Regions from separate parts of the Xenopus laevis genome. Here region 2 is linked to region 1. A link is a contact called in public Hi-C data. All regions are on one chromosome and are shown on one strand. Each heading gives the region's core, a stretch centred on a gene start, on an enhancer-like site or on the middle of the called end of the contact. The rest is flanking DNA. Distances are from core to core; before and after follow the strand shown. Region 1 overlaps dnmbp.S (dynamin-binding protein). Region 2 holds the start of cox15.S (cytochrome c oxidase assembly protein COX15 homolog).

What was found. A called contact is a pair of places that touch in the nucleus more often than the background predicts.
Region 2: a Hi-C map of the XTC cell line shows a contact between it and region 1, with 3 times the contacts expected there. The contact joins the promoter of cox15.S here to the enhancer-like site in region 1. A contact is called at or near these places in 3 of 4 Hi-C or Micro-C datasets (the XL177 cell line, the XTC cell line and animal cap).

The regions. Positions count from the first base shown.
Region 1 is chr7S:25,969,081-25,975,646 of Xenopus_laevis_v10.1, reverse strand. All of the region lies in intron 4 of dnmbp.S (dynamin-binding protein), which reads right to left. All of the region lies in intron 1 of LOC108697464 (a long non-coding RNA gene), which reads left to right. Among protein-coding and RNA genes, the nearest start is that of LOC108697464, 7.1 kb to the left of the region's middle. Within about 2 kb of position 5,001, at least 1 of the 7 cell types and tissues checked has an H3K27ac peak or open chromatin away from gene starts, as enhancers often do.
Region 2 is chr7S:26,036,826-26,043,169 of Xenopus_laevis_v10.1, reverse strand. It overlaps cox15.S (cytochrome c oxidase assembly protein COX15 homolog), which reads right to left and starts at 4,104. Exons shown (of 10, transcript XM_018227517.1): 1 at 3,591-4,104.

The DNA of each region.
Region 1 (6,566 bases), core at 3,752-6,251:
TGAATTCAGCTCTACCCAGCATGCAGAGACAGTCAGAGCCGATTGGCTGATTTACTTGCGCAACAGATGCAAGTACAAGAGCACTACGGTGCACAAAATCCCACAGCTTAGTGCTCATTTACCCAGTACTTGCGTCAGAGGCATTGATGCCCGCTGTACCACACACATGAGATTAAAGGGATACTGTCATGGGAAAAAAAATTTTTTTCAAAATGCATCAGTTAATAGTGCTACTCCAGCAGAATTCTGCACTGAAATCCATTTCTCAAAAGAGCAAACAGATTTTTTTATATTCAATTTTGAAATCTGACATGGGGCTAGACATTTTGTCAATTTCCCAGCTGCCCCATGTCATGTGACTTGTGCCTGCACTTCAGGAGAGAAATGCTTTCTGGCAGGCTGCTGTTTTTCCTTCTCAATGTAACTGAATGTGTCCCAGTGGGACATGGGTTTTTACTATTGAGTGTTGTTCTTAGATCTACCAGGCAGCTGTTATCTTGTGTTAGGGAGCTGTTATCTGGTTACCTTCCCATTGTTCTTTTGTTTGGCTGCTGGGGGGGAAAGGGAGGGGGTGATATCACTCCAACTTGCAGTACAGCAGTAAAGAGTGATTGAAGTTTATCAGAGCACAAGTCACATGACATGGGGCAGCTGGGAAATTGACAAAATGTCTAGCCCCATGTCAGATTTCAAAATTGAATATAAAAAAATCTGTTTGCTCTTTTGAGAAATGGATTTCAGTGCAGAATTCTGCTGGAGTAGCACTATTAACTGATGCATTTTGAAAAAAAATTTTTTTCCCATGACAGTATCCCTTTAAACATACTGCACAAGGTGCAGATCACAGTGCTATTGAGCATAAGAATGCCCTGTTTTTTACATCAGACATCTGCACTGAGTGACACACAAGTTGAAGAACGGATATGGGGTGGTAGAGGGGTTACCTACATAGGTGCAAATTTACTAAAGGGCGAAGTGAAGGTGAAGGAGATAGACTGTAGAGCTATTTCACACTCTTACTCCAGGCGAAGTTTCGCTCTGGTGAAAGAGCGTTACTTCGCAAATTCACTAAGATGCGGATTTTACTGACCATTACCTCTTGCGCCAGAATTGCCTTCGCCACCTCAGACCAGGCGAGGTGCAATAGAGTAGATAGGAGTTCTTTAAAAAATAGTTGAACATTTTTCAAAAAATGTCCCAAAAAATGCTGGTGACTTTTCATTTTTCAGGGTGATAGGCTGCAAAAGATCGTAAATTTTTTCTGGGGTAACCGGCTTCCCCCTACATTTTCTAACATATGGCACATAAATTATACAGTGGGCTCATGTGTAGGGCAATATAACAACTCTATTTGCTTTTATTAAGGTTCCCTGGGCTTGTGTAGTGAAATGTATTTGCTGCAAAATATATGTCCATTCAACTTTAACTTCCCGCCGTATGCAAATTAGCCAACGCTAGCGCAACTTCGCTTTGCTTGCCACAGTAACGCTAGCACAATTTCATCAGCGTTCGGGGACCCTGGACGCAAGTTCGGATTTTAGTGAATTAGCGCTGTCCTGTCGAATCTACGCCTGGCGAAGTGTTGCGATGTGAGCAAAGCAGACGCTGGCGACTTTTTGGAGGTTAGTGAATTTGCCCCATAGTGTGTTTATGGTATAAGAGGTCTATGGCTGTATTTTAGGCCACAAACACCTGCACCCAGGGTGAAAAGTGTGGTGCAGGGTGCAAAAGATAAGGCTGTTTTCTCCCATTTATTTATCACTTTGCAACCCTGTGCTGTACTTTGTAGATGTGACAAACCTGGGATACAGCAATGTCATCTTATTGCAGTGCTGATCAGTTTCTGCTCATCCACTTCTGCTAAATGCTAGGGCAGCCATGTCAAAGTGGTGTTTAGGGTGCGTAAATTCCCATGCATTCAGTCCATCAAGCTCATTTATCAACACTGGGCAAATTTGCACCTTGGAATTAACTCATAGCTACCAATCACTGCTTAGTTTTTTTTCCATCCAGCTACAAGTAAAACAATGAAAACAGGCATTTGTAACAGCAAATCAGCCCCTAATATCTACTTGCTCATAAAACAGAGCCCCTGCCTTCAGCTTGCCATTCTATTTGTATTTCATAGGGTACAACGGAATGCAATACAATGTGTCTACCTAGCAGGTTCTCATATTGTTATTCTGCAAATATGATTGGTTTCCAGAGCAAAGGCCCATTTACTTATATCACCAATGACAGTGCAGCATTACATAATACATAACTACTCAGCAAAACAAATATTTCCAATACAGAATGCTTTTTCAAAAATAATTCTATGATTTTTTTAGACATGCAACTGTAAATGAAGTGGTCTTACATAGACTTTTTTAATGTAAGAAGTTTTTCAAAGTTTGATTTGTAGGACCAATGCAGCAGGATTGATCGGATGTGTGAGAAAGGCTGGGAAGCACTGATTTAAATGTACATTGTTTCTTTAAAGTGTAGAGTTTCTGCCTCTTTGTGTGTGGAGGCCCCTCTCTGCCTCAGAAGCCTCAATTACGAGAGGAGAGATTCGGGTGGAACAAAAGAGCGGTCGTTTACTATTTCTCGCTGTCATGGAGACAGCCCTTTGTCTCTTTGAAATGAACCAATGAAAAAATACCTTTAATATTTACTACAATGCAGAGCTCCTAAAGCCACAGAGTTTCTCTTCACGTTCTTTGGTAAGAACAAGTTACAAAACCAAATACACTTGTATATGGGAACAGGGCTTAAAGGGATAGTGTTATGGGAGAAAATTTCCAAAATGAATCAGTTAATAGTGCTGCTCCAGCAGAATTCTGCACTGAAATCCATTTCTCAAAAGTGCAAACAGATTTTTTTTATATTCAATTTTGAAATCTGACATGGGGCTAGATATTTTGTCAAGTACCCAGCTGCCCCATGTCATGTGACTTGTGCCTGCACTTTAGGAGAGAAATGCTTTCTGGCAGGCTGCTGTTTTTCCTTCTCAATGTAACTGAATGTGTCTCAGCGAGACATGGGTTTTTACTATTGAGTGTTGTTCTTAGATCTACCAGGCAGCTGTTATCTTGTGTTAGGGAGCTGTTATCTGGTTACCTTCCCATTGTTCTTTTGTTTGGCTGCTGGGGGGGGGGAAGGGAGGGGGGTGATATCACTCCAACTTGCAGTACAGCAGTAAAGAGTGATTGAAGTTTATCAGAGCACAAGTCACATGACTTGGGACAGCTGGGAAATTGACAAAATGTCTAGCCCCATGTCAGATTTCAAAATTGAATATAAAAAAAATCTTGGTTGTAGAATCTATATTTCTGGGCTCTTGTTTGTGCTCCTGGGATCGCTCCTGAATTTACTAATAGGGTTAAAGTGATAAGCAGTTGTTGGTAAAAATGTGTTTTGATTAGCTAAAGTTACCTTTATTGGCAGACACCTTGGCTGGCAGCACGCAGGGACTGGTGGTGGGTATAAGGTAGCCAGGGTGGTGGGCCCTTGACTCAGGTTCTGGTAGGCTCTGGGTAGCCCAGTCAGAGACTGATTATACCAGCGGATAAAATCTTTTATCTGCACTGAATGATAACTACATGGTTTGCTGGACAGTAAAGGTGGCCTTAGATGCACAGATATTATTGTACGAAATACAATGGTGGGAGACGAGCCGACCAATATCGGCAGAAGACTTGGATATTGGTCGGCTCCTCGATTGGCCCAGGCAGAAAATTTTGATCTGGCACCTAAACATCGGCCATGTTTAGTGCTGAATTGTCAGATACAGGTAGAATTCTATTGTTTCTACCTTTATATAAGACAATTCAGCTCTACCCGTGTATTGAAATGAATTATCTGTTTTGGAAAGGTCTTTTCCAAGAAAGATCGTAGTTGTTACGTCTATGGCAACCTTAAGGTCTAAACAAACCAAACTTGCCAACAAAGTCTTGGCATATATAACCAGCTTTAGACTAGTTTACCATGGAGAAGCTACCTTAAACTGGCCCAGATTTGGTCAGATAATAAGGTCAATTTTAAGCACACTGGCTGCATCAAGGTATGTATGGCCTGTCATGGGCTGTTAAAGCCAATAATCCTGCAATTCTTGAGGACAATCAAAATTGGATTATGAGTGGAAATTTAACACTTAACACAAATGTTCTGCGGAGCCTACAATATATCATATTAAGACAAAGGCAGTTGGACAGGGGTGATAAAGGCATTTGGAACTTATAGGGTGGAGGATTATCAGTCCTGACAGAACATTTTGATCAGTCAACCAAAATGAGGTGGAGAAGATCTGCTCGAAGTGCTGTTTCTCATTTGGGCAGTTGGCATGAATTGACAGAACAATGCAGGTGGCCATGCACGTGTTTGGCCTATCCAGTGTCAGATTGGGACACCAATGGCCCACCAGAGAACATTATATCAAGTGCCCACCAGAGAACCTTATATCAAGTGCCCACCAGAGAACATTATATAAAGTGCCCACCAGAGAACATTATATCAAGTGCCCACCAGAGAACCTTATATCAAGGGCCCACCATCCCTATTTCAGGAGGGGGGGGAGTCCATCATACAAAATCCATCCATTCCGCTGAAATCCAATTGCTCAGATAGCATGTATGGCCACATTTACAATAGTTTTAAATTGTAATGGCTATGTAATGTAAAGTCAACACATCAGTTAGCAAGTAGTATGGCCCCAGAATAGTGATATATAGATAACTAATTCTGGTATTTTATGGATCAAATATAAACTAGGAACAATTAAATCTAGTAGGCCATCCTGATGAATAAGTACCAACTTTAAAACATTACTGTACATTTTCTCTGCCTACCTAAAGAATTAAAACAAAATGTGCTGAGGTCAGAAGAGCCCTGGTAGTTTCCCGCAAGTTGGCAGCATCAGACAGAAGCTGATGAGCAGTGCCAGGCTTGTGTGTGAGTAACACTGTGAGACTCATGCAAGCCTTCTGCACTAGGAATGTTTACAAGCCTGACGCAGCATGCACACCAGCCATCAATTCTCAGCTGGAACACGTAGCAGATCCTATTATTGCACTGACTGTTCAGCTTAGTGGCCTTTTTGGTACATGACCAGCATTAAGCAGCACTATGGTGCCATACCATTTACATGTCTCAGCAGTAATCACAAACTTTTCTTTATTTTAAAGGGATGGTTCACTTTCAAAACACTTTTTTCAGTTAAAGTGTTTTCAGATTATTCAGCAGATATAAAGACATTTTCAATTAGTTTCCATTTTTTTTTTTTTTTACCATTTTTCCAAAATCTAAGTTTAAAGTTGAATGTTCGTGTCTCTGGTGTTTGAGTCTGGCAGCTCAGTAATTCAGGTGCAGATTCTGAACTGTTACAATTTTGCAACATTTAGTTGATACATTTCTCAGCAGCATCTCTGGAGTATTAGCAACTATTGTATCAGTTCTAACAGCTGCCTTTAATAAAACGCAGGGATTCTGTTCAAAGATAACAAATGTATCAACTAAATATATCAATTTAGAACAGTTTACAGGGTCGGTGACCCCCACCTACCAGAGCTGCATTAGAAGGTGAAAATGAAACTTTACACTTCAATATTAGAAAAACAGTCACGCATAGAAAATAGAAAGTCATTGGAAAAAGTCTTTATATATGATGAACTGATCTGAACTGTTCTGAAACCAATGGAAGTGAAAAAAGTGTTTGAAGGTGAACAACCCCTGTAAGAGCCAGACAATGCATTAGCTCACAGTCACTACTTTAAACTTTACATAATCTGAAACAATTTACTAAAAGGTTTAGGGCAATGAAACATGGAGCAGTTGAGAGCCTATTGTTACTTCAGCAATTTCCAGCTTGGGGGGCAAACATGCTCTGAAATTGCACCCCTAAAAATTTCTATAGCAATCACCTGCACTTGATGGTGCACCGCGGGTTAGGCAATTGATGCTCGAATATGCATTATCCAGGTACAGGCAATAGCAAAAAAATTGGTAGGTGGATGGGACATTTGGGAATGTTTATTGCCTGATTAGTAACCTCATGTGGCATTACATAAAAGCTAATGGAAATTTAAATTCAGTACATGATCAAGTAACACGGGGAACATTTCTGCAATTCATTACTGAGCCAAGTCACTGCAAATTGTAAACAGTTACCCTCTGCGGTGTAAGGAACAGAGCCAATTGTCTAGGGTTGCAGGAATGTTGGACATCCCTGACTTATAGACTTGTGGGACGGGTGAAACAGCATTAAAGGAACAGTAGCCTCAAAAAATTAAAATGTTTCAAAGTAATGAAAATATCATGTACTGTTGCCCTGCACTGGTAAAACTGATGTGTTTGCTTCAGAAACACTACTGTAGTTCATATAAACAAGCTGCTTGCATAGCAATGGCAGAAATTGAAAAAAGGCTATATGGCACAGGTTAAATAGTGGTTAACAGATAACACCACTATGTTCTAGGGATGCACCGAATCCAGGATTCAGTTCAGTCCAGAATCCTTCAGCCTGGCCGAACCTAATCCGAATCCTAATTTGCATATGCAAATTAGGGACAGGTAGGGAAATCTTTTTG
Region 2 (6,344 bases), core at 2,855-5,354, 68 kb before region 1:
TCTTAAAAGAGGTATCAGTTGACTTTATAAAGTGGGCTAATTGAGAATATCTATACGTTTCCTTGTCGGGAAGAGTATTAGTAAATCGTAGGTATTCTAACGATTTAACGCCCATTGTTAGCAACATATCCTTAACTCTATTAATGCCATGTTCCCTCCACCAATTAAACACGGTGGTAGCATAACTCGGGGGAAAAAGTGGATTATTATGTAATGGAATAAGAATGCTATGACTCACTGCTAATTGAAATTGCTGCAAAACATCATGCCATGTTTTGATAGTATGCTTCAATATTGAGCTAGTTACTGGGTGAGACTTAATGTGTATTTTATCCATCCATAAATAAAATGATAAATCGATAGGATACGTCAACAGTGTTTCTAATTGGACCCATCGGTTCTCACTTTGTGGTAGGTGCCACTGCGTGGTCTGGGAGATTCTCGCAGCTTTGTAATACATTAATAAATTAGGCAAACCTAGCCCCCCCCACTCGTAGGGAGTCTATACATGGTACGCTTATTTATACGTGGTGGTTTATGTGCCCAAATAAATTTATTGATGTTACCTTGAAGGTGAGCAATATCTTTGGTTTTAATTGTTACTGGTAACGTACAAAATCTATACAATATTCTAGGTAGTAGAGTCATTTTGACAGCGTGAATTCTACCAAACCACGATATGGCATATCGAGACCACTCTTCAAGATCCTTAGTCAATTTCTTAATCAATGTGGGGTAGTTGTGTTTGTATAGTGTTGTATAAGCAGATGTGATATTAACTCCAAGGTATTCCATGTAAGAATGTTTCCAGACGAATGGAAAGTTAAGCTCCAAAAGTTTAACCACATGTTTGGGAGTATTCAATGGCATTGCCTGGGATTTGGAAATATTTACCGTTAGGCCAGATATACAAGAAAATCTATCCAATAAAGCAAACAAATTAGGAAGAGAAGTCTGAGGTCTGGTAATAGTTAAACAAATATCACCGCATAAAGGCTCACTTTAAATTCCTCATCTCTAATTCGGACTCCACTAATGTTTTGATCGTGCCTAATTAGCTGGGCCAAGGGTTCTACTGCCAATGCAAATATTAGTGGCGAAAGAGGACAGCCTTGGCGCGTACCTCGTGAAATAGGGAAATTAGGAGAAAGGAGACCCATACATTTAATTTTAGCAGTCGGATTTGAATAGAGCACCCGTATCATATTGATAAAGTTACCTTTAATACCAAATAATCGAAAGACGTGATATATATGTGACCATTTTACCGAGTCGAAAGCTTTTTTAAGATCTAATAATAAAATGATGCTTTGCAAGTTTTTTGAATTAACATAATCTATGGTACTAATGAGTCTCCTTATATTGTCCGAAGTTTGTCTATGCGGGATAAAGCCGGATTGATCCGGGTGGACTAGCATTGGCATATATTTGTTTAATCTATTAGCCATAATTTTAGCCAATAATCTCATATCAACATTAATGATGGAAATTGGTCTAAAATTTTGTGGGTCAGTGTGATCCTTATTCGGTTTAGGTAACAGACAAATTGTTGCTTCCAGCATTTCTGATGGTAAAAATGGGATTTTATTTTGTTGCCTTTACATCCCCTTTAAAAAAGAAGCAATGCTCAGATATGGGACACTCAGCCAGCAAATATCCAGCACAATCAGAATAAAGATGTTTGTAGAGTCTTATGCTCAGCAGGTAAGGAAAACTGTTTATGCACCATGACATAGCAGTTTTTAGGAAGCACAGTACAGAGAACAGTTGCCTCAAATAAGAAGTGGTGAAAAAAAAAGCAGGTTTCCTGTCCCCAAATTATTGTGTGCCATATGGGCATTTTGATCACCACAGTACTCTCAAGGAAAGCTGCTGTAAAGGAGCCCTATTACTCTAAACAATCTACAATATCTGGTTTTGCAAAATCAGACACCAATATGATTGGTATGAAGTTTAAATAATAGATTGGACTAGGAACAAAAGATTACCTTATCATACAATAAAACAATACAGTGAATATCTAGCATTAAAATCAGGTTAGGCTTTAAAGGAGAACTAAACCCTAAAAATGAATATGGCTAAAATTCCATGTTTTATATAATGAACTTATTGCACCAGCCTAAGGGTAAGGGTACACGGGCAGATTCAGGGAGATTAATCGACCCGGCAACTCGTGAGGAAAACGAAATGCCGCGAGTGCCATCTCTATGGCGATTTTTCATTCAGGCCGGCAGGAAGGCAGTTCGGGGAGACTGTTGTCCTGAAGAAGAGGAGATTTGTCGACGGGGGGACTATTCTGCCCGTTTGCCCTTACCCTAAAGTTTCAGCTTGTCAATAGCAGCAATGATCCAGGGCTTCAAACTTGTCACGGGGGTCACCATCTTAGAAAGTGTCTGCGAAACTCACATGCTCACTGGGCTCTTTGCAGCTGTTGAGAAGCTAAGCTTAGGGGTCGTCGCAAATTATCAAGCAGAAAATGCGGTAAATCAATGCATTGTCGGATGAAGTCGCATCCGTGGCGCCACGGCGGATCAACGCTGCTTCATTCGACAATGCATTCACTTAACTTATTTCAGATCGCTCCAAAATCATCCGTGTAGTCCTACCCAAAGTCAGATGAAGTCTTTTGTTCAAGCATTTACAATTGATAAGTTAATATATTTCAGTTTTAATCAGATGAAGACGCATGCTGCATTCCATCCAATGCACTAGTCGTGTCAGATGGTAAATATTTCATGTAGTTTATGATAAAACTCCATGGACAATTTTGATCAAATTTTGTGGGTCAAATTTTAGCTGATGATATAAAACAGCATAACATTTTATAGGATGCTGTTCTCCCATAATTAGAAAGTAAAGCTGGTATCAGATAAAGTCCTGTGTTTACATCCTACAGTCAATGTATTTCAATAATAATAAAAAAAAAGTCTTTGACACCTTCAGTCATTATCTTGTCTGATGAAGACACAGCATGCTGTGCTCCCACCCGACAGGTGAGTTGGATGAAAAATTTTTCATGTAGTTTACACATCAGATTTTTCTATCAGTCCCGTTATATTTTGACCCACGTGACCACATCTGTCAGATGCATTTTGTCGATCCAATACCATCCGACAAAAGCGTTTGTGGAGATTATCCCTAACACATCCGCTTTTTATATCAGTCCCAACTGTTGCATTTACGTCAGACCTGTAGGATGTTTTTTTCATCCAACTCTCCCGTTGAGTTTAGCCCTTTTTCTAAATCTAAATCCACGGAAAACAGTTTTTTGTTAACTGCACAAAATGTTTGACTCTTGAAGCTACCCAGCAAAAAGCATCCAGCAGGTCTGCCAGCTGCCCTCGTTGTTTCAGGAGTCAGAACCAGTAGTGCAGTATCACTACAAAAATACAGACATGGGTAACAGCTTCACTCGCACATAATTGTGAAATCATTTCATTTCTAAACTGATGCCTCTCATTAAGTTGCTTAGAGGTAAGCTGAGTAAAAGAACTGTCCTTGGGTGCAGATCCCCTTTAAAGTGAGCTTACTGTTTCCCAGGGTACAGCTGGGCTAGGCTGAATTGATGCTGCCAGTTTGATAATACTTACAGGCTACTGAACTCCAAGTGCTGAAAAGAAAAAAACATGGATCCCTGCCTGGTGCTGTAAGAATGCAGATCCAGTACAAGAGCAGTCTCTGGTTATAAAACGCGGAGCATGCGCATTACAAGAAGCGAGTTTTTAGTCCTCCCTCTGCAGCTACTAACACAGTGGAGAAATGTCACTCATGGGCGCCGCCATATTCGTGACGTACCCTTACGTAAGACGTCGCAAACGTAACCTTGTCTGAAACGTGTGTATCTCGTTTAAGTCATAGTAAGAAGGAGGATAAAAGCCCCGTGCCCAGGGAAATGTAGCATAACGCAGCAGCGAGAACACGACTCGGAATGAATGCGTTGTAGCGGAGATTACATCTAGCGAAAAGTCAAATGCAGAATTTAGACTCCAATTAGATTTAACAAATCAAGCCATCAGAATGAATATGTCGTCCAATAGGAATTTCATTGGGGAGGCGTATATCCAATCCAAGGGAACACGGAAGTCTCGATCGTCAAATGAGAAGTAGCCTTGGTATTAATGCACGCCCTGCAGAAACGTAGGACCCTAAACACACTATCCAATAAAAAGACAGCAGGCGGAAGGGCGTGACAGTGTGAGGGTGGGAGTAGGGAGGGATGGTGGTGAGCTTGGGAGGTATAGTAAACATGCAGTTTGCTGCTGCGAGTGTGTTGTGTGGTTGAGCCCAGTTTGTATATCAGACATGTCACGTTCTACTCGTGCTGCTTTGCATTTAATTACTGTCCACTTTGAAACTCCCATGCCTCCTGTTATTATGTGGTGTTTACAGCACCTAGTCATCATCATTTATATAGCGCTGTCAAGATACACAGTGCTTTACTGCAGTTATAGCAAACAGGGAATAAATGGTGTATAACAAACAAGGATTACAGAGTACAATAGGGTTAGAAGGACCTAGAGATTAGAGTTTACAAACTAAAGGTTAGGGTACAATTGAGACATTAGGTTTATATAAACATTTTGTCATTTTTGATGCAGCAATGATTAATTAAGGTACATTGAATAGGCCTCTTTAAACAGATGGGTCTTTAAGGAGCGCTTAAAAAATTTGGAAAGAAGGAGAAAGTCTGACAGCTTGTGGCAGAGAGTTCCAGAGAAAAACAGAAGCCCGAGAGAAGTCTTGTAGACGAGAATGGGCAGAAGTGACCAGAGGAGAAGTGAGGCGAAGATCAGAAGCAGAGCGAAGGTTTCCTGAAGGAGTGTATTTGGAGATTAGAGATGAAATATAGGGAGGGGTTTCATTATTAAGGGCCTTGAATGTAAGTGTAAGTAATTTGAATTTGATTCTAGAAGAGATTGGGAGCCAGTGAAGGGACATACATATGGGAGCAGCTGATGTTGAGCGGTGAGATAGATGAATGAGTCTAGCGGCCGTGTTTAGAACAGATTGGAGTTGTGAAAGGTGACTTGTTGGGATACCTGTGAGGAGTAAGTTGCAGTAATCAAGGCTGGAGATGATGAGAGACTGAATCAGTGTTTTATTTGATTCTGAACTGCAATATGGTCGTATTCCAGCAATGTTGCGCAGTTGAATACGGCAAGATTTTGCAAGTGTTTGAATGTGTGGTGAAAAAGACAGATGAGAGTCTAAGATGACTCCTAGGCAGCGTGCCTGTGTGGTGGAAAGAAAGGTGGTGTTGTTTACGGTGAGTGCTATCTGAGGGACAGGGGAAGATCTTGGAGGAGATATAATGAGTTCTGTTTTAGAAAGGTTCAGTTTCAGGTGGCGCTGTGACATCCAGGAGGAGACAGCAGAGAGACAGTCTGTGACTTGGGAAAGGACAGAATTAGAAAGATCAGGAGTAGATAAGTAGAGTTGGGTGTCATCAGCATAAAGGTGATACTGAAGTCCAAATGACTGAATGAGTTTTCCTAGTGAAGTTGTATAGAGCGAGAACAGCAGGGGGCCAAGAACAGAGCCTTGAGGAACTCCAACAGAGAGTGGGAAAGTAGTAGAAGTAGAGTTAGAGTAGAATGTAGAATGTCCATGTAATACTAAACACTACAGACAGACATGGGGCCTCACTAAGGGATAAACAATAAACTGCTATTCCTTGGAAAGTTTTATGTGTCAGGGTATTATTATTATTATTATTATAGACAGCTGATTTATAACCTACAGACGCCTGTAGGCGGTAAATATGAAACAAATAGCATTGTCCGACTACCAGCTAAAGTCATACATATTGGAACCATGCTCTGTGCTTAGGGTAGAAACTGGTCTGGATTGAGATTAGTGTTGCCACCTTTTCTGTGGCAACTAGGGTTGCCACCTTGTCTAGTAAAATATACCGGGCTTCCTATATATTTATCTTTTTTCCCTATTAATAACAATCTAGTTTATTAGACACCAGTGGGATCACCTGACTATAGCTTTAAAGGGTGGGAGCTACAACAAGGAGGTGGAACTGCTCCTGTATAAACTATAACAAATAGGGAAATAATATTTTTGTTCTACAGCATTAAATGCAGTTCACTTTTGGTGCAGTATACTAGTGTGTATATATATATATATATATATATTTATATATATATATATATATATATATATATATATATATATATATATATACAATACTGACTTGTAATGATTCTAAAAAAAAGCCATGTTCCTTTTGTCCCAGTGGGTAGATGTGTCTAAGTTTTTTTTTGCCAGTTTTTCTCCAGTTGATATAGATATCCTCTTCAGTACAACGAGACAATGGAACTGCATTAGAGAAGAGA